2 separate regions of the Mus musculus genome follow, and region 1 is linked to region 2. The links are chromatin contacts, called in public HiChIP or PLAC-seq maps. All regions are on one chromosome and are shown on one strand. The core of a region is the stretch at or near the end of the contact, and the rest is flanking DNA. Distances in the headings are between cores, read along the strand shown. Region 1 overlaps Gm40011. Region 2 overlaps Bmp7 (bone morphogenetic protein 7).

What was found. HiChIP or PLAC-seq counts read pairs in DNA pulled down with a chosen protein or histone mark.
Region 1: an H3K27ac HiChIP or PLAC-seq map of regulatory T cells shows a contact between it and region 2, with 6 times the contacts expected there. The contact joins two enhancer-like sites. A contact is called at or near these places in 4 of 39 promoter capture datasets (embryonic stem cells, hippocampal neurons, pre-B cells and 1 more), 7 of 484 Hi-C or Micro-C datasets (LSK cells, double positive thymocytes, embryonic stem cells and 4 more) and 4 of 115 datasets of contacts at active chromatin or transcription factors (the SCID.adh cell line, cardiomyocytes and regulatory T cells).

The regions. Positions count from the first base shown.
Region 1 is chr2:173,088,332-173,091,031 of GRCm38.p6, reverse strand. The region is part of intron 2 of Gm40011; the gene reads right to left. Among named protein-coding and RNA genes, the nearest start is that of Gm40011, 6.9 kb to the right of the region's middle. RefSeq lists an enhancer at 2,165-2,700. Within about 2 kb of position 1,366, at least 14 of the 459 cell types and tissues checked have an H3K27ac peak or open chromatin away from gene starts, as enhancers often do. A contact at or near this core is called in the SCID.adh cell line, double positive thymocytes and regulatory T cells, where this site is marked.
Region 2 is chr2:172,926,494-172,929,193 of GRCm38.p6, reverse strand. The region is part of intron 1 of Bmp7 (bone morphogenetic protein 7); the gene reads left to right. It overlaps Gm40010 (a long non-coding RNA gene), which reads left to right. Exons shown (of 3, transcript XR_867069.2): 3 at 1-2,700. Among named protein-coding and RNA genes, the nearest start is that of Gm40010, 12 kb to the left of the region's middle. Within about 2 kb of position 1,338, at least 40 of the 459 cell types and tissues checked have an H3K27ac peak or open chromatin away from gene starts, as enhancers often do. A contact at or near this core is called in the SCID.adh cell line, double positive thymocytes and regulatory T cells, where this site is marked.

The sequences.
Region 1 (2,700 bases), core at 117-2,616, 160 kb before region 2:
CAGCCTAGGTGAACACTGAGCTCTGCTGGGCGGTGTGGTGGGAGCTCCCAGGGGAGTCAGCATCCTTGGGAAGGACAGGAGAACAGAGGGCAGCAGGGGCGGGAGCACAGAGGAATAGCGTTTAATGAGGACATTGCAACACCCATTGAACCGTTATTCAGCATGAAGACTTAGAAAGGCCATGAAGGCTACTCAACAGTGCGACACTCTGAACACCTCTAAACTAACTGTATATTTAGCCATTGTGGGGCCAGCAATATGGGTCAGCAGGTAAAAGGTGCTTGCTGCCAAGCCTTAATGACTTGAGTTCAATCCCCAGGAGAGAACTGAAGCCATCCTGACACTTGTCCTCTGAGCCCACATGCATACCTTGACACACATGAGTGCTATACGTGCACACAAATCATTGTAGTTTTAAAGAAGTACCATGGGAGCTGGAGAGGTGGCTCAGAGGTTAAGAGCACTGGCTTCTCTTCCAGCGATTCCAAGTTCAATTCCCAGCAACCACCTGGTGGCTTACAACCATCTGGAATGCGATCCAATGCCCTCTTCTGGTGCGTCTGAAGACATACATTAAATAAATAGATCTTTTGAAAAGAAGAAGTACCACAGTGGGAGCTCTTCTGTGCACTTCACAGCACTTTAACACTCTTAGTTTAAGAACAAATGAGGCTGGAGAGGTGGCTCAGTGGTTATAGAGCACTGTTGGCCCATGCAGAGGACCTAGGTCCAGCTCCCAGCAGGCACACAGCAGCTCACAACTGTTAGTAACTCCAGTTGCAGGGCATCTGACGCCCTCTTCTTGCCTCCGGGGACAGTGTACGCACACATACATGTAGGCAAAACACTCACACATGAAATAAAAATAAGCCTTTTTAAAGAGCATGCAAGGGAAAGAACATGTTCTTAGGATGCTAACCTAAGAGGCTGGGGCGAGGCCGTCCCTCAGTCAGGAAAGTGGTTGTCTAGCATGAAGCCCTGTGTTTGATCCCAGCACAGAATAAACTGCATGCAGTGGTGCAGGGTTTGTAATCCCAGCATTGGGGAGACAAGAGGCTTGGGAGTTCACAGTCATTCTTAGCTACATAGTGAGTTCAAAGCCAACTTGGACTATATGAGACCTTGTCTCAAAATAAAAAAAAAAAAAAAAAAAAAAAAAAAAAAGCAAGCCTCGTAGGTCTCTAAAGAGCAGTCAAAAATCTCCTTATAAGCAGACTTTTGGATCGGACAGCAAAGTTTGGCTGGAATGTTGACTCTGTTCTATGACAAACCCCATCCAGGAGGAGAGCGCAGCACACAGTTGCTGAAGGGTGGCAGATTCCAATGCACTGGGCTCTAACACAGCTGCAGTGCATCTAGTGCCCACCAGAGGGCAGGCGTCAACTTCTCAAACACTGGTACTGGTGATTCAAGGCACTTCCATAAACACACAAAGTCCGGACTCAATCTTGGCAGCTTACCTTGTGTTGTACCCGAGGAGAATTTGTTGATGAGGGTGGCAGGTTAGGGGAGCTACCTGGGAAGGACTTCCTTTAGAGACTTGGAGATTCACCTCTGCCCCAGCTCACGCCTGTTTTGCCAGGAGACAGTATATCCCCTTGTAACTTAGGTTGATGACAGCATTCTCCTACAAAGACCGTTAAAACGAGAGAGAGAGAGAGAGAGAGAGAGAGAGAGAGAGAGAGAGAGAGAGAGAGAGAGAGAGAGAGAGAGAGAGAGACCAACAGAAAGCATGCTTTACATCGTGATAACCTCTACAGCTGACATCGAGGTCCATTGGTGGCATCCATGTCATGATGGCTCACTTTTGGAAAGTGGCAAGAACAGGTTTTTTCCTAGGTCTGGTCTCCCGAATGAACGCTCATCTCTTCTGATGCCCATGACAGGCCTCAGGCTGGTCCTATCAGTGGTCCTGGTTTTGTCTCTAAGGCAAGTGAAACATACCGACGACAGCGAATGACTTGGAGTGTGGTGCTCATCTCCGCTCACACTCCCTCGCCCCAGCCTTTCGTAGAAGTTGATTTGTAGTGAGTACCTGGTGTGAGATGCTCACACCAGCCGCCCCACATTCCCAAGGCATGGCTGTCATAAACACGGTCACCACCAATCATCTCTGCAACCTGCACAACCTAGTGTTTCAAATGGTGTGCCTGCCTCTGCTTCCACCCTGAGCAGAGGACAGAACAGGAGGCCCGCTGTGCTGGACACCACAGAAAGTGCCACAAAAGTCTCCTGTGGCCAGGAGATGTCATACAAACAGCTCTGGTAAAATAGCTCTCTTGGGGGCTGGAGAGATGTCTCCATTGTTTAGAGCATTGCCTGTTCTTCCAGAGAACCCAGGTTCAATTCCAAGCATCCACATAGCAGCTCACAACTGCCTCCGGTTCCGAGGGATCTGAGGCCCTCCTCCGACTTCCACAGGCACCAGGCACACGAATAGTGAATAGATACCCAGGCAAGCAAAATACACACATAAAATAAAAATAAATCTAAAAAAAATTTTTTTAAATATTTCTCTTAGAGGCAACTGAGCTTAGAGGGTGGCCTGCTGTACTCATCATTTCTGGTTAATGGCTGCAAGCGTGCAGAGCAATCCAAACGTGATTAAGATTTCTCAAACAGTGATTCTATTCTAAGGCCTGAACTGTGAAAAGGAGTAATGTAGACCTGGGAGTGGGGGTAGCTCAGTGGTAGAGAGCA
Region 2 (2,700 bases), core at 89-2,588:
TATCACAAGTTGTGACACTCAAATGTCACCCCCAGACCTGGCTAAGAATCTCCTGGGTGAGGGCAAGCCTCCCCCCCCCCCACCCCCCGCCCCAGCTGGAGACCACTGACTCCGAGTGATTTTTTTTGGAAGTTTAGAGAACCAGCTACAGGCTTGCAGCAGCCAAGCTATAAGGGATACACACGTTCTTGGGGATGAATCCCCTTCGGACTGTAAGAAAGACTGCAACCACAGTGGGACCTACTCCTGGATCCTGCTGCCTTCCTGAGAGATGCCCCTGAGAACAAGGTGGAGAGGGATACCCCGAGGGCCCTAGGGTTCTCTCTCTGCTGCCCAAATAGATGTCCCTTTCCCCACTCCCTACAGGCCGACGGTGCTTAAATGTACACCTGGGCCTATTCATGAGCTGTCTTCCAGCTTCCTCAGCAGGAGGCTGAGTGTTTTAGCCTGGGTAATGGAGAAGATGGGCAAGCCAGCTTCCTGTGTGCTTCAAAGCTCCACAAAGCACAGAGACCGCCTTGGACCTTAGCTGGCTTCAGATCGTAACCTGAGGCTCAGCCTAGCTACTGACTGTGTTTCTCTAAGAGCACGTGTTAAATAGTCACAAGTGACAATTACCCACCACCCAACTGACAGGGATGCTAAATAAATGTCTTGCTCACACACAGGCTGGGTGTGTGCTCCGACATTTATAGTATATAGTGGCCCACCAGTGTGGCTTTGTCAGATGTTGTGGTGGCCAAAGCCTGAGTGTCTCCTGCCTGCCCTGCCATGATCATTTGTGGACCCCCCCCCCCAGATCCTCTGTTGATGACTGCCTGTGACAGACATTGTCTGAGTACATTATCCTTTTGCAGGGACCTCCTTACCCTACTCAGAGTACCTCTTTCCTGGTTTTAGTTGGACCTCTGTCTCCTCTGATGTGACTCTCCCTACCCCCACCCCAAGTCAGTACTCCACACCACCTTGCCCAAGTGGTCTCTGTCTCATCCCTGTTGAAGAATATCTCATAAGCAGTCCAGCCCTGAGGCCTACTCCTACCTCTTGGTAGATCCAAGACCTCTTTTTTGGGCTCAGAGACTTGGTTCCATCTCTAGAGTTAACCCTGCTTCCTGACTCTGGGGTGCCCAGTTGGTGGGAGCAGAGAGGAGGTCAGCATGTATACTCAACAACCAGGAACCCCAGCTGCAGTCTTAGTGCAGGCTATGAAGGTAGTCAGCAGCCACCCCCCCCAGACATGGTGCCTCAGCCCTACATCTACGGCACTGGATGGAGGTGGCATGCCTGAGCAGAAAGACACTGGCTCAGACAGAAGCTTGCCTGTGTTGACAGGGCACGAGGCAAAACAGGAAGTTGGCATTATCACACCGGGCTGATCCTGTTTCACTAGAAAGTTATCTCTCTGCTGATTAAGATCTGTCATTGGTCAGGGTTTTTTTTTTTTTTTTTTAAAGAAACAGAGCTGGGGACCAGTTGGAGGAGTGCCCTGAACAGAGTACGCATAACCTCTCCTCCGAGGTTGCCTAGAAGACTGGCTTACAAGCAAGGGCAGGAAGGTGTGCTCGATGTGGTTGTCTGGAGCCGTGTTCAGTGGATTAAAATGCTCTCCCCCTCTTGTGGTTTCCTACATTGATACCTGTATTTAGGGAGGCATGCATAGGTAAGTAGAGCCCAAGCTAGCTTCCAAAGCCTGCAGACACAGCAGTGTACCACAGTACATGTGAACAAAAGGCTGGCCACCTGTGATGGTTGTTTTGTGCTTATTGGTACTGGGGACAGAACCCAGGGCCTTAAACCTTCAGGCCAATGCTCCACCTCCAAGCTGTGCCCCCAGCACATTGCTTGTTATTAATCAAACCAAACTCTGCAGTCCACAGGCTGCTGATAGATTCACTTTAACCCCAGTCCCAAAGATCTGACCTTGAAGACCCAGCAGAAGTTCAGCATTTGTTAGTAACAGGACCAGTGGACCCCTTCCAGTGTCCTGCAGGGGCAAAAGCTCTTGACCGTGATCAAAGGAGGTCAGAAGTTCTGTTCCCTAGGTGGAAGCAGAACTTGATGGAGCTCCGCCTGGGTCCTGCTCAGGGACCCGTGGCAGCTGTGTCCCTGGTCAGAGCCTACACAAGGACAAGATGCCTTGAGTGTTCTCAGAGTCTGGTCCACATTTAAGCTGTGTGGAGAAGGCCTTCTGCCTGAGAGCTACTGGTGAGACTTGAACCCTGGCAGACCTTGTCATGGGTGGGGTCTAGCCTCAACTCTGCTGCGGCTTGTTCCCTTGGGGGATGCTGGGACAGGGCCTGGGTGCTTCTTCTGATAGACAGTGGGGCAGGAAGGGTAGGGGGATATTTGTAGGATAATTTCTGGCCAGTGTGCATCTGCTGGGAACAAAAGCTCGTCTGTCAGAGCTCTCTAGTCGTGGGCATCACAGCTCAACAATGAGTAGCTTATGTGGTTGGGGGAGATCTGCGCCTTCCTGAGTGTTAAGAATGGACATACTAGCCAATCTCTACCAAGTCCTGGAGAGGGTGCAGGATGGGTTTAACAGAGGTTCCCAGCACTGTCAGTAGGCAGACTATAAGCCCTCCATGCTACCTGGCCCATCATAGTAAACAGGGCACAGCTCTTGATTACAGGATAGGCTCCAAGCTCCGCCCCGTCTGCTTGCTCAGCTTCCCTTGCAGCTCGAAACAGCCTCAGGAT